2 separate regions of the Mus musculus genome follow, and region 1 is linked to region 2. Evidence: chromatin contacts called from public HiChIP or PLAC-seq data. All regions are on one chromosome and are shown on one strand. Each heading gives the region's core, a stretch centred on a gene start, on an enhancer-like site or on the middle of the called end of the contact. The rest is flanking DNA. Distances are from core to core; before and after follow the strand shown. Region 1 holds the start of Dctn1 (dynactin 1). Region 2 overlaps Sema4f (sema domain, immunoglobulin domain (Ig), TM domain, and short cytoplasmic domain).

Evidence for each region. HiChIP or PLAC-seq counts read pairs in DNA pulled down with a chosen protein or histone mark.
Region 1: a contact with region 2 is called in an H3K4me3 HiChIP or PLAC-seq map of bone marrow-derived macrophages, with 2.5 times the contacts expected there. The contact joins the promoter of Dctn1 here to the enhancer-like site in region 2. A contact is called at or near these places in 1 of 39 promoter capture datasets (cranial neural crest), 36 of 484 Hi-C or Micro-C datasets (B cells, the Ba/F3 cell line, the C2C12 cell line and 19 more), 13 of 115 datasets of contacts at active chromatin or transcription factors (the 230-238 cell line, CD8 T cells, the NIH/3T3 cell line and 8 more) and 3 of 9 other capture datasets (adipose tissue, embryonic stem cells and liver).

What each region holds. Positions count from the first base shown.
Region 1 is chr6:83,178,072-83,185,042 of GRCm38.p6, reverse strand. It overlaps Dctn1 (dynactin 1), which reads right to left and starts at 5,454. Exons shown (of 32, transcript NM_007835.2): 1 at 5,138-5,454; 2 at 2,274-2,519; 3 at 1,906-1,984; 4 at 1,710-1,744; 5 at 1,087-1,107. The coding sequence starts at 5,170.
Region 2 is chr6:82,907,128-82,914,358 of GRCm38.p6, reverse strand. Sema4f (sema domain, immunoglobulin domain (Ig), TM domain, and short cytoplasmic domain) reads left to right here. Exons shown (of 14, transcript NM_011350.4): 14 at 255-2,474. The coding sequence ends at 868. Among named protein-coding and RNA genes, the nearest start is that of 2310069B03Rik, 29 kb to the right of the region's middle. Within about 2 kb of position 4,983, at least 137 of the 459 cell types and tissues checked have an H3K27ac peak or open chromatin away from gene starts, as enhancers often do. A contact at or near this core is called in the Ba/F3 cell line, the C2C12 cell line, CD8 T cells and 10 more, where this site is marked.

The sequences.
Region 1 (6,971 bases), core at 4,205-6,704, 270 kb before region 2:
GGATGAAGCCAGTCCTCATGTGTCTGGAATGTGCCCAGCTCCCTCTGCAGCACCATCTGCCTTAGAATCCCATTCCTACCTGGACCCAGGACCCAGGATCAAAAACAAGTCCTAGCATATGGTTTCTGCCATGGTAAGACTTCCAAGTCTTTTCAATGCCCGCACAGAGCTGAAAGGCGGTTTTCTTTCCCCCTCCCACAGTCCCAATCCAGAAGTTCCCCATGCAACATCAGGAAGGCCCGAGACAGGCTGGCAACAAAGGGCTCACAGTACTGCACACACGGCTCAGACAGGAACATGCAGGGCAGAAAGAACTTGTGGGGAGGCCCAAGGCAAGGCTGGTGTGAGGAAGTCATGGCAGCAATCTAAGTGTTTAAAAGCCCCTGGTGAGGAGCTGGGCATGATGGTGCCCATCTGTAATCCCTGCACTAAGAAGGTGAGGCAGGAAGACTGCCACAGGGTCTAGGTTAGCCTGCTCTACATAGTGAATTCCAGACTAGCCTGAGCTACAAAGTGAGACCCTCTCAAAAGACCTAAAGAAAAGTCTGTGGAAAGAGGGAGTGGAACGGGCAAGATCCTGAAAGGGAGTGTGTCCAGGCAGACACACACTTGTCGAGGGGAGCAGTGAAAGCCACTGGGCAGAGCAAGGTGGGCACCTACGGCAGTACTGACTCAACAGCAGGCAGGCAGGCAGGCACTGCTCTGGCCCTTCCTTACACAACCATTCTACCACACTTCTCAGCTCTAGTCCTCCAGGATGCCCTCCCTCCACGCCAAGCCTGGCTACCTGGGAAAGCGCTGCAAACCTGCTGCAGCTGTGATTGCTGTCAAGTGCCTGCAGTTTCTAACTAGGGGTCTAGAGCACTGAAAACTGTCTCTAATGAGTGCTGCTTTGGCTTGGTCCCTGAACCTGATGGCCTCGTTTTCCTCAAGGTGATCCAGAAGACAAACTGCCATTTCCTCTGGCCATTTCAGCCCCATGGTTACACACACATGCATGTAGCAGTTGGGGTGGGGGGCATGCAAGAGAGTGGGAGGGGCTCACAGCCCACCCATCGGCCCAGACACAAACAGTAAACACACCACCTTCTTAGGCTTCAGTCCCCGCTGCGTGAGGAGCAGGAAAGGTCAGAGTTAGAGAACAGACTGTCTGGCCTGACATACATCCTGTGCATAAGTGTTAACATCAGCTCAGGTGAATACACGCAAGGGAAGTTAGGTAAAGCATCGAGCCCTGGGCAAAGAAGGGTCCCCTGAGGAACAGCTTCTAGGAATATTTACCTCCTGGCCCAGAAAAGTTAGAGGCCTACCTTCCAGCCCTCTGCAGAAGAGGCAAAGCGAGCTGGAAAGGGCCATCTGCATGCATCTTACAATACTTGTGAACAAAAGAGCTGCTTCTCCCTCCACACCCCACCTTACCCTGCCCGAACACCCTCCCGCCTTGGCATCTTTGGATACCAGAAGATAGGAAGCTGTCTACACATGTAACTCAATCCTACCCGACCCTAAACATCTAGACTCCAACACTTCTCCTACCACCTTTATTCTGGCCCTAAGGTTACAACTCATACCCAGAGATGCCCTTCTTGGGGAGGTTAGGCGACTACAAGCCTAACTCAATCCAGACCCATCTACTGCTTCCTCCTGCCCAGCCTGGGCCTTCCTCCCTCCCGCTCTGTGCTCCTCCCTTACAGTGCCAAACCGCTCACCAGTTTGCTGGTCTTTGCAGCTGCATCGGCTCCCTCTGTAGAAAGCAAACAACAACAAATACATTTATACAGAGGGGAAGGGGGAAGAACCCTCTGAGTGGGATGGGAAAGACAGAAAGAAAGAGAGCAGACACCCTGTTATTAGAAGGGTGGGAAACCTGGATGTGAAGTGGCAATGCCAGGGTGTAACTAGTACCTCTCTTGAGGACCTTTGAAGCAGAAGAATCAGGAGTCTCTGGGGAAGTAGTATCTGCTCCATCTTCAAATACTTGGATCTGAGGCCAAAGAACATACCCAATGCAGTCAGATCAAGAATGCCTATACCATGGGTCCCTCCTGAGCTCCCGAGCAAGCTGGGGACAGAACAGGCTTGATCTTGCCTTTCTCCCAACCACAGCCTTCATCCGACTTAGGAAAAAGGACACACTAGCAGCACAAGCAACAGATGTTTGTACAAAAGTGAGCATGCACTCACACAAACACACACACACACACACACACACACACACACACACACACACACACAGACGCCAAATGTGCACCCAGGCTCGCACCATCAGTTACCTGGGACTGGCGTACAAAGATGCCGTGGCCTTCATCACATGTGAAATACTTCCTTCCCTGGACAGTGCCATCATTTTTGCCTTTTGCTTCATCCAGAATCACGCCCACCCATTTGCCAGTGGCAAAGAGTGTGGCTCCAACATAGGCCACAGTGCCTCGGTGGCCCTTCCCAATCACCTCCACGCGGGAGCCAACCCGCAGGGGCCGGGCGCTTGCCTCCGTACTCATCCTGCTGCCACTCGGCGTCTGGAAGAAAGACATATGCCAACATGGTCAGTCAGAGGCTCAGGACAGCGTCCTGGACCTAGAAACCACAAGTCACGCCTTTAAACTCCATTCTCAGGACAAAGTGAGACTACAAACTCCCCTCTGGAAAACATCAGTGACATGTTCAGAACTTCCCCAAAGCCAGGTAGAGCATATGTCCAGGACTTCAACACCCGGGTGGTTGAATCAGGAGGCGAGCCATGAGTTTGAGGCCAACCTTGGCTATATAAGGTAAGTTAAAGGAACAGCCTGGGCAACATAATGAGACCTTGTTTCAAGAAATGTTTAGGGGTCTGGTGAGATGGCTCAGCGGTTAAGAGTGCCGACTGCTCTTCCGAAGGTCTTGAGTTCAAATCCTAGCAACCACATGGTGGCTTACAACCATCCGTAACAAAATCTGATGCTCTCTTCTTGGAGTGTCTGAAGACAGCTACAGTGTGCTTACATATAATAAATAAATAAATAAATAAATAAAAAGAAATGTTTAAAAAGCTTGTTTTGCTAGCTCACACATGGGATTCCAGCACTTGGGGAGCTGAGACAGGATTACCATGAGCTTGAGGCCAGCCTGGACTACCCGGTGAGCTCGAGGCCAGCCTGGCCTACAGTAAGAAGAAACTCTAGAAAAAAAAATGTCACAAAAATGAACAATAAGCAATCCATTTTTTATTGTTTGTTTTTTAGAGACAGGGTTTCACTGTGTAGCCCTGGCTGTCTTGAAATTCACTCTGTAGACTAGGCTGACCTCAAATTTGGAGATCTGCCTGTCTCTGCCTCCCAAGTGCTGGTATTAAAGGTGTGTGCCACCACAGCTCAGCAATAACAATCTTTAAAAGAAAAAAAAGACTCTAAAATTCTCTAGAATCTACTGAAATTTTTAAAAAAGAATTTATATTTAAATTGTATAACAAATTAGGATTTACTGATAGATCTTTGAATATCACCATATAGCTGCTTCTAGGGTGTACTGTCCCCAAGGAAAGGATGTAAGAACAAGCAAACAACTCAATTCAGACCAGGCTCCCCACAACCCTGTCCCAGGAACCAGAGCTGAGAAAGTTAGCAGCTCAGTGGTGGCTCTCTCCACTGTCCTCGGTCTCCCTGGGACTCAAACCAAATGCCTTTCTCCAGCTCCTCCACCCTCCTCCACTCCTCCTCCTCCTCCTCCTCCTCTTCTTCTCTTCCTCCTTCCTCTCCTTCCTCTTCTTCCTCCTCCTCTTCCTCCTCTTCCTGAGTGTGTGTGTGTGTGTGCGTGCACACGAGCCTTTTAAAATTTTTGTCACTGTTCTTTGAAACAGAATCTCAGTACCACCCTAGGCTGGTCTGAAACTTGCAGCCCTCCTACCCCAGCCCCCTGAATGCTGGGCTCACTGGCACGCATCAGCACGTCCACCTAGACTTCTCAGAAAGACAGAACTGCACCTCTTTCCAGGGCCACAGCCACCACCATGCCTTGCTGATATGATTGCTGTCAGTCCATCTCCATATCTACCTGGCACTGCTAGACTGTTGACTACAGCACATTCACCAGCACCCTCCTCAGGGCCCATGTCCTATTGTCTGCTCTCCCCCAAACCCTGCAGGCCACGGTGTCATAAAATGAAGAGCACAAACAAATAAACAAAATACCTCAAGTTAGCCCTTTACTGTCCTCAAACCCTGCCCAGTAGTTCATCTGGGTTGGCAAAGGTACAAACAAAACGCTGTCCTTGGGTCATACCCAGATTCTTACATACCCGTGATGACAGAACACATGAAATTAGGTCCCAGATCAGACCACGATTTGGAAGAAAATCACACCTAAGCCATTTTTAGCAATAGCTGTTCCATGAACCAGAGAGATTGTAGCAAATAAATAAGGCAAGAAAATGTGACCCCCGTGGACCTAAAGGCTCGGGGGAGGGGTCTTTCCTGATACCCCCCAAACACACACACACACACCACAGTTAGCTTCAGAAAGGAGCCCTGCCAGAGCCTGGGAAGTCAAACCCTTCCCAGCTGTCATTCCCTAGCCCCTCTCTTCACAAAGCCCCACCAGTAAGGTAAGGACAGAGCTCCTAGGGATGTGGGGACCTCAAACTATACCAGGGACAATGAAGAGCTCATGGGCCTGACAATAAAGGAAACTGCCAATGATATCAAGGCTGGACACAAACTCAGAAAAGACCCTCCCACACCTCCCAACACGCCTCTCGGAGTCAGGTGGCTCTAACAGTGGATGCAAATCTAACCTCACAGAGGAGAGAGCAGAGGCAGATAGCAGGGCATCTGAAAAGAGCCTCACAGCTAGGCCTTCTGACCCCCAGGCCAGTCAAAGACAGACTGGACCCCTCAGAAATCCCTGGCCTCAGAGCCAGCTGGAGTCAGAGGTCAAGTCTAGTTGGGCCCCAGTTAGGACCCAACTGGGTGGGTGGGTGGGGTACCTTGTCCAGCCTGCCCCTGTCAGCGCTCTGAAGGCTCCTCAGAAGCCCAGTGTGTGAGTACCTCAGCTGAGAGCCAGCCTGCCTCCCCAGCCCCCACACAAGTGATGTCCACAGGCACCCGGCCTGGTCCAGCAGCCCTCCCAGGGCCATCCCATATTGACTGGGGCCACTTACCCGACTGGACATGTGCCTCCTGCTCTGGGCCATGTTGCTCACCCGGACTCTACCCCCTCCCCCAGCTAGCCAAAGACAGAGAAAAGGCAGAAACCTAGGCAGGAGGGGTCAGGGTGATGGGCCTGCATGGACGGACGGCTCAGAAGCCGTTAGCCACGGACCTCCCTCCGTCCATGGTCCTCCCTCTGGAGGGGCAGGAGCAGTGATGGGGCTGAGGAGTAAGTCCCTTCTACTGCCCAAGGATTCCTGAACCCAGAGACACTGAGCCCCGCTTGCCAGCTGATGAGTCTCACTCTGCGCTAGTGCTGCTCTAGACTGTCAGGAAGCATGCTGGCCTCTGGGTCCTAGTGCTCCCCTCCTTCACACGAACCCAGGGATGGGTAGGCAAGAAATCCTCAGCACCAGAGTGCAGGCAGGGTTCTGGAGGTGACACTTCTTCCCCACCTGTACCCCTCACTATCACTGCCCCCAGTCCCAGTGAGTGAGGCTTCAGCAGGTCCCCAAGCATCAAGTGCCACTTCAAAATGATCAGCACTTCATCAAACTGCTTTCACAGGCCTTCTAGTCCCTTCTGCTGCTTTTCTGTGTCACCCTACCAGAAAGATGTCTGGACTCCACACGACGAGGGTCTCGATCTCTGTCTTACACTGGGCCAGATAAACAGGAGGGGCAGAGCTAGAAGCCTGCTCACCCAGAGAAAGCCATGAGTACCCAGCTCCCCACCCCTGCAACAGCAGAGGTCCCCACAGTCACTCCCTCCTCTGCCTGTGTCAGGCAGGCTCTGATCCCCAAGATATCACATTCAATGGGATTATTAAAGGTAGTTTTCAAAAGCTAAGCACCTCACTGTCCCCTTGGCCCAAGTCCACTTTACCCAGGTCCTCATCTCTTTTACCCTTGGCCTTGTCTTCTAACATCAGACTCAACAAGCCAACTTATTTTTTATAGTTGTGTACTTCACAAGCTTCCTTAGTTATGTTATATTACCTTCATAATTTTAAAACAGATGGTGTTAATTTAATGAAACTACTTATTCTAGTCAAAGGTTTCCACATGCTACCTCATTTATTATTCACAGGTCAATGCCTAAGGTCTTACCCCTTAAGCAAAGGGCCTGGGGTCTAACCACTGGATCCCCTGGCTGTAATGTGGACCTAGTCCCTGAATACACTTGTCTTCCTTCACTGACAAGACTGCAATTTCTGCCACTCTGCACACTTGCCTAACACAGGATAATGCCACAAAGCAGTTCTGTTAGGTGATGCCCACCTGGAAGAACACCATAATGAAGCCAGTCCCTTTATATGCTAGATTAACCTCTCAACCAAAACAGTCTCTGTGCCTTACTTCTGCCCAGAACCATCAGGACCCCACCTCTGCTTCCCCCGCAGTGTCCAGGTTGCTCTGCCTTCATATCCACCCCAGCCCAGACAATCGTACTAAACCCACTCAGAGTGCCTACAGAACACATTTCAAAACATCACGTTAGGGCTCGGCAGATTGCTCAGTGGGTAGAACAGAAACGGGGGCTAGAGAGATGGCTCAGCAATTAAGAACACTGGTTGCTTTTGCAGAAAACATAGATTTGCCAGGCATGGTGGCACACACCTTTAATCCCAGCACTTGGGAAGCAGAGGCAGGCGGATTTCTGAGTTCGAGGCCAGCCTGGTCTACAAAGTGAGTTCCAGGACAGCCAGAGCTATACAGAGAAACCCTGTCTCGAAAAAACCATTTAAAAAAAAAAAAAAAAAACCATAGGTTCATCCCAGCACCTACATAGAGGTTCACAAGTGCCTTTAATTCCAGTCCTAGGGGATCTATTACCCTTTTCTAA
Region 2 (7,231 bases), core at 3,734-6,233:
GGCTCAGAGAAATGCGGGTGGAATGTATAGAAAGGGGCTAGAGAGTTGATCTTTTTTGTCTCATTCAAAAGACTTGATCCCATGAAGACATGGCAGTCCAGGACCCAGGACCCAGGACCCAGGGCCTTTCCATTTTTGGGAATCCCTTTTGGCAATGTCCCTACATATCTTATATATGACATCTCTCCATATGCCCCCATCCTACTTCCTGCCTATAGCTTCATGTCTTTTGTGTCTTTGCCTTCTCTCCACAGAACATCCGGTAGTGTTTGAAGTTCCAGTGGCTACGGTGGGCCACGTGGTCCTGCCGTGCTCCCCCAGTTCTGCCTGGGCATCCTGTGTGTGGCACCAGCCCAGTGGAGTGACTTCGCTCACCCCACGAAGGGATGGGCTAGAGGTGGTGGTGACCCCAGGGGCCATGGGGGCTTATGCTTGCGAGTGTCAGGAGGGTGGAGCCGCCCGTGTGGTGGCTGCTTATAGCTTGGTGTGGGGCAGCCAGAGGGGGCCCGCAAACCGGGCCCACACCGTTGTGGGGGCTGGGCTGGTTGGCTTTTTCCTGGGTGTTCTAGCAGCATCTCTCACTCTCCTCCTGATTGGTCGCCGTCAGCAGCGGCGGCGACAGAGGGAGCTTCTAGCTAGAGACAAGGTGGGCTTAGATCTGGGGGCTCCACCTTCTGGGACCACAAGCTATAGCCAAGACCCTCCCTCTCCTTCACCTGAAGATGAACGGCTGCCCCTGGCCCTGGGTAAGCGGGGCAGTGGTTTTGGTGGCTTCCCTCCACCCTTCCTGCTGGATTCTTGCCCGAGCCCAGCCCACATCCGGCTCACTGGGGCTCCTCTGGCCACGTGCGATGAGACGTCTATCTAAAGCCAGGAAAATGACTGCCAGCCATGAGCAATCTCTGGAACTAGCGGCTACGAAGACCAGGGTCACTGAACCTGGGAGACGATCATGGCTGCTCCATTCTCTTGGAGTCTGTGTGATCACACGTCAGTGTCTGTCCTCTGGACCTGGATGAGCTGAGGGCCAGACCTTTGCCTGATTCCTGATTCTCATGAGAGATCAACCCTGTAGCCCTCTGCTATGGCCTCTTGTCTTGGGCCCATCATCAGCTTGTGGGGTGGAGCAAGGACACAGGCTCTGATTTGCTTATGGTGGGCCCCCGGAAAGAGGGAGCACTGCGGGGTGGTTGGAGCGCGTGTGCCCTGCATCCGTGTGGTGCCTGTATGATGATTTTCCAGTTTGCTGACTCTGGGGAGCGCATGATCCCCGGACTGCCTTGAGATCTCTCCCAACTCAGTTTCCCTTTGTCCCTTGAAGAGTGTGTGTCTATACACTGGTGTGCCTCGAAGACCTGTCCAGGTGTGTGTGGATGACAGGGCCGGTGCCTAGGTGCTTTTGGGGGGTCGGAGAGGAAGGTTGGAACGGGGGACAACTTTACCCTCGGTAGCCAGTGAGGGAAACCACACGACCCCATCACCCCACAGCGCTTCTTCAACTTTGAGCAAAGTTCCCAAAGTGACCTTCTGGTGGGAAGGGCAGCAGGACACGTGGCCCCGTCCTTCTCCTCATCTTTCTCCTCTGGCTGCCACCACTGCCGTGCCACCGCTGCTTTTTCCCTGGCTGGAGTGGAGGCTGAGCCCTCTTTCCTTGGCTTCCATTTAAAATGAACTTCACAACATTCTAGCTATTGAGGGATGACAAAAGGAACCCAGAAAAGTGTGTAGGAAATTACAAGCAGGTTCAAGAAGATTTGCCTCAGTGACTTTCACCCTTGCCCTAAAGCAGGAGTCCCCTAGCAGGACTCCCTGAAATTGTATGCAAAGAAATGTCTGTCCATGTGTGGCATGTGTGCGTGCGTGCGTGTGTGTGTGTGTGTGTGTGTGTGTGTGTGTGTGTGTGTGATGGCTTTCATCAGATTCTCAAGGCCTTAATGAGGTTAAAGGACCATGGTCCATAGTCACCACACTTGGGCCACATAAATGGAGGAGGTGTTGCTGTGAGGCAGTTCCTCCCTGGCCTGCTGCCTGAGGCCAGTCCCTGGACACACTGCTGCTGGAGATCCCACCTCTCTCCAGTCCTCCTCGGAAGCTAGTGAAGCTAGGCTCTGCACGTGCTTGAAGACACCATCGCCTCCTTTCTTGCTTCGTTATTCCTGTGTGCGCTGCATCTGCTCCGTCCTGCTCTTGGCCTGTGAATGTGCCTCGTCCATCCCTGGTGAGGGACCTCGAACCCCGGTGAGGATGCAGCCCTTTCCAGTTGAAGTTTCTGTTCTACTTTCCTTGACAGCAGCCTGTGAATTACTCAAGAGTCCCCTTGGGTTTGGAGTTACCAGTGGCTTTGAGTAGGATCTTTGGCACGTAGTCTAACCTAGGGACATTGGTTATTCATCTGTAAAGTGGGGATATACCTACCTCAGGGTTGCTGCAAGGATCAAACGAGGAAACGTATGAACAATAAAGCATTACCCAGAGCAGCGGGCGTGGTTATTGTAGCTGTTGCTTTATCATAGCCGAACCACGTGATCACCATGGCAGGCACTCACTGTGCACCCCATGCAGTGGAAGGTGGACAAGCCTTCACCAACATCTGATCTTCGATCATCTCAGGATGGGTCTTAACCACCCATATTTAGGCTTTACTCAAATCTGCGATTTATTTTTTTAAAAAATTATGTGTATATGTGTATGTTAACGTATGTATACGTGAGTGCCGCTACCTCAAGAGGCCAAAAGAGGGCAATGGATCCCCGAAGCTAAAGTTAGAGGCAGTTGTGAGTTGCTTGATGTGTGTTTTGGAAACTGAACTCAGACCTTCTGAAAGAGTAGCAGGTGCCTTAGTTGCTGAGTCATCTTTCCAGCCCTCTAGTCTTATACATGTTGAGTGATGTTGATAGCCAGAGTTTCCTTCTGCTAAACCAGGAGCCACTGATGTCATCTTTGCTTCTCTATGGAAGGGACACATGTACTAAGTCTTTGTGCTATTCCACTTCCAAGATGGACGTGGATTTTACTCCAGGAAAAAAGAGATTGAAAACACATGCACACATACACACACTCCAGCTAAGAAGGAGATTCTGAAGTAAGGATTTTTTTTTTCAAGACAGGGTCTTACTACATAGTTCAGACTGGTCTTGAACTTACTATGTAGCCCAGACTAGCCCAGAATTTGTGATTCTCCTGCCTCAGTTCCCCAAAGTCTTGGGATTACAGGTATACACTGGCATGCCTTTAAGAAGGCTAACAGTTCAGTAAATGGAGAAATTCATGGCTCACTTAGTAGAGAAGTCAGGAATAAGATACCCTCAGGACTGCACAAAGGACTTTAGGAGTCAAGGTCCCAGCCCCTGGAATTAGGATTCAGGGTTAGAGGGAGTCTGTCTGTCTGCCTGTCTGTCATCTTTGCTTGTCTTGCCTGATTTCTTTCTTTCTTGCTGTAAATGGCCCCACTCAAAGAAGCAGAAAAGGTGGCTGCTGCTGAGATGACTTCATGAGCAAAGGCACGTGCTGCTGGCTTTGATCTCCAGAACCCACGTGGCAGGAGAACTGACTCAAGTTGTCCTCTGACCTCTACATGTGTGCTTTGGCACACATGTGCATGCACATACATGCACACATACACAAAATAAATGAATGTTAAAGAGAAAAAGAAATATGGCTGCTTCCACATCCTTTCAGCCACAGATCTTAGAAGCCAAAACTACTTTTTCAGCGTAAACCAAGAATCACAAGGACAGCTCTGCTCATATCACATGACTCCATTGCACCAATGAGTGTGTCCAAGGAAATGGGATACTGTGATTGGCCAAGCCTAAGTCACATACGTGTCCAGGGAGGGAAAGATTACATTATCAGAAGAATGGACATAAGGAAGTTGGATAAAAAAGACAAAAACAGAACAAACAAACAAAACACCAGTTGTAGTTTACTAAAGGTATTTAGATGTAGACAGTGATCTTTCAAAAATTAATGCTAAATATGTTCCTTTCAAGTTAAAGTTTTCTAATGGCTTCTTATGACACCCAGGAGAAATTCCAACCCTTCCTTCTAATTTAGAACTGTTGTTCTTACTTAAGTTTTTTTTTTTTTTACATATATATTACTTTTTATTTTTTATTTATTTTTATTTTTTTCTTCCCTCTCACTCAAGGTGGGCACTCATTGTGGACACGATAAGGCTTTTCCTACCATATGCCAATTAAGCTCATTATTGGTGGAAAGCCTGGCTTCTTCTGGCTATTTAGGCTTTATTTTAAGTATCACTTCCAGAATGAGGACCACCCTGATCACACAGTATAGATGCGTGCTTGTCTGTTGCTGGGATAAAAGACCCTGACCAAAAGCAACTTAGCAGGGGAGGGGAGCTTACTGGGAACACAGTCCATTAAGGTGAGGAAGTATGGCGGCAGGAAAATGAGGATGGCCTGGCAGTCAGGAAGCAGAGCAACCATGTTTCACCCTCACAGAGAGGGGAGAGAAAGAGAGACAGACAGACAGACAGACAGACAGACAGACAGACAGACAGACAGATACAAATACACACAGAGAGAGACAGAGAAACAGAGACAGGCAGAGACAGACAGACAGAGACAGGCAGAGAGAGAAACAGAGAGACAGAGGCCTGGTCCCCAGTGATTAACTTCCTCCAACAAGGCTCCAAACCTAAACGTTCTATAACCTTTGCAAACAGCACCACCAAGTGGCAAACAAGTGCGAGCCTGTGGGAGCCATTTCATATTTAACCTACAACACTACCTACACATCCTTCTCAGCATAGCATTTATCATTAATGTGCATTTCCTCTTTTTGGCTTGTTTATTCTGTTAGAGTTATTTTCCTTCTTACTAAGTCTGTACTTCATATTGTCCCGCACCATAGCCGTTTAGCATAATCCTAGATGCACAGTGCCTAAGACGTGCCCTACAGAGACGTCAACAATATTAACTGAGTGAGTCTGTGTGACCATCGCTGACCTGGCTCGCTGAGTCATGGCAAGAACTAGTGTGTACTCACTCCTGCAGAAACTCACAAGGCTCCAGCTGCCCCGGTTCCACAGCGCTGAGTCATGGCTGCTGGGAATCCTCTGTCTCGCAGGCTGACTGACTTAGTTGCTTTTCTGTTGCTGTGGTAAAACATCAAACAACCAAAAGCAACTTACGGGAAAATCCTTGGTTTTGGCTTTCGGTTCCAGAGGGATAAAATTCCACCGTGGCCTGGAAGCCTGGCGGGCGTGGTGACATGGCAGCAGGCAGTGACTGGAGCAGAAAGCTAGGAACTCACACCCCCAACCACAAGCACAAACTTGGGAGAGTAAACTGCACGCGGGGAGAGGCCATCTAAGCTTGACCGCTGACCCCAGTGACATACAAGACCTCGCGTCTTAAACCTCCCCAAATAGCACCAGTGACTGGGGTCTAAGTTTTCTCCCACCTGAGCCTATGGAGTTCACATTCAAAGCACCACACAGACGCTCTGCTGTGACAGGTAGTGTCAGGGTGTTTCCCTTTATAACTCCCACAGCCTCCCTCTAGCTTGGGTTCTGAACTCCCGCTTAGACCTTAATTTTCTCTATTAATAATTCTCTATTAATAATTCTCTATTAATAATTCTCTATTAATAATTCGTGTTTGGTTATTTGCAGACTAGTCTCTCCTGCTCTTCCTTCCAGATCAAAGATATTAAACTCATTTATCTGAGATAACAATATTCTTTTCCAAGAATAGACATCCTATATAGGAATAGTTGCTTTAACTAATAATAAAAATTATGTCCATGCATGTACTAATTTTATGTATGGTATAGTAAACATTTTTCATACTAATCTCAACTCCAGAAAGTCTAGAATAAATAGTCATATTTGTAGCCAAAAAACAGGTTCAGAGCAGGAGCCTGCTGAACATCACACAGTCATCTCCCAGTGGAGGTGGGACTGTTTTCAAGTCTCTCCAATTCTGAAGCCCGCGTGGAGATGTGTCTCTAAAGATTTTCATCATGCTAACATTAATTCTAAGGCTAACAGGAAAACACAACGAGTCAATGAAAAATATTTTTAGTTGAATATGACTCAGTGTTGGCGTGAAAACATGTCTGCAACACTGGTTAGTGAGGAAGAGACAACGTAGAGGGAGGAGAGTCACCCCGGAGTGCTGGGCGCTAGCCAAGCATGTGGGTTCTGCAAGCTCTGTTGAACGGGGAATGGCTCAGAGCATCAGCACTGGATAAGACACTCAGTGCAGAGGACAGGTCAGAATGAAAGCAAGAGCTCTAGGTACATGTAAACACAGGCACAGGCACAAACAAGAATAGTGCCCAGACCACAGAAGTGAGCATGAAAACACCCATGGAAGGAGTTACAGAGACAAAGTTTGGTGCTGAGACAAAAGGATGGAGCATCTAGAGACTGCCATATCCAGGGATCCATCCCATAATCAGCCTCCAAACGCTGACACCATTGCATACACTAGCAAGATTGTGCTGATAGGACCCTGATATAGCTGTTTCTTTTGTTGCCGGGGCCTAGCAAACACATAAGTGGATGCTCACAGTCAGCTATTGGATGGATCACAGGGCCCCCAATGGAGGAGCTAGAGAAAATACCCAAGGAGCTAAAGGGATCTGCAACCCTATAGGTGGAGCAACATTATGAACTAACCAGTACCCTGGAGCTCTTGACTCTAGCTGCATATGTATCAAAAGATGGCCTAGTCGGCCATCACTGGAAAGAGAGGCCCATTGGACTTGCAAACTTTATATGCCCCAGTACAGGGGAACACCAGGGCCAAAAAGTGGGAGTGGGTGGGTAGGGGTGGGGAGGGTATGGGGGACTTTTGGGATAGCGTTGGAAATGTAAATGAGGAAAATACCTAATTAAAAAAAAAAAGAAGAAGTGAGCATGAATCCACCTCTCCCAGCTGATGTAAGGACATAGGTGTTTGACTCTTCTCTAGCTTTGGCCTTACACTAGTTTCCCCTCTTTTCAGACAGGATATATTAAGATGTCTGGTCTCAGAATGACTTGGCTTCTTCAGTATCCAATCCAATCAATGCCCCGAATTCTTAAACCTCTCTTCAAATCACCTGTAGTAGCCTAGGCCCCATAATAAGCTCTTCCCAATGCCCAGCCCTTACTGAAATGTCTCATGGATGCCCGTACTCTTTAACCACAGAGAATGATAAGCCCAGCTTGTGGCTGGCTGCTCATGGTGGTTTGAGGCAGGAGAGCACTGCTAAG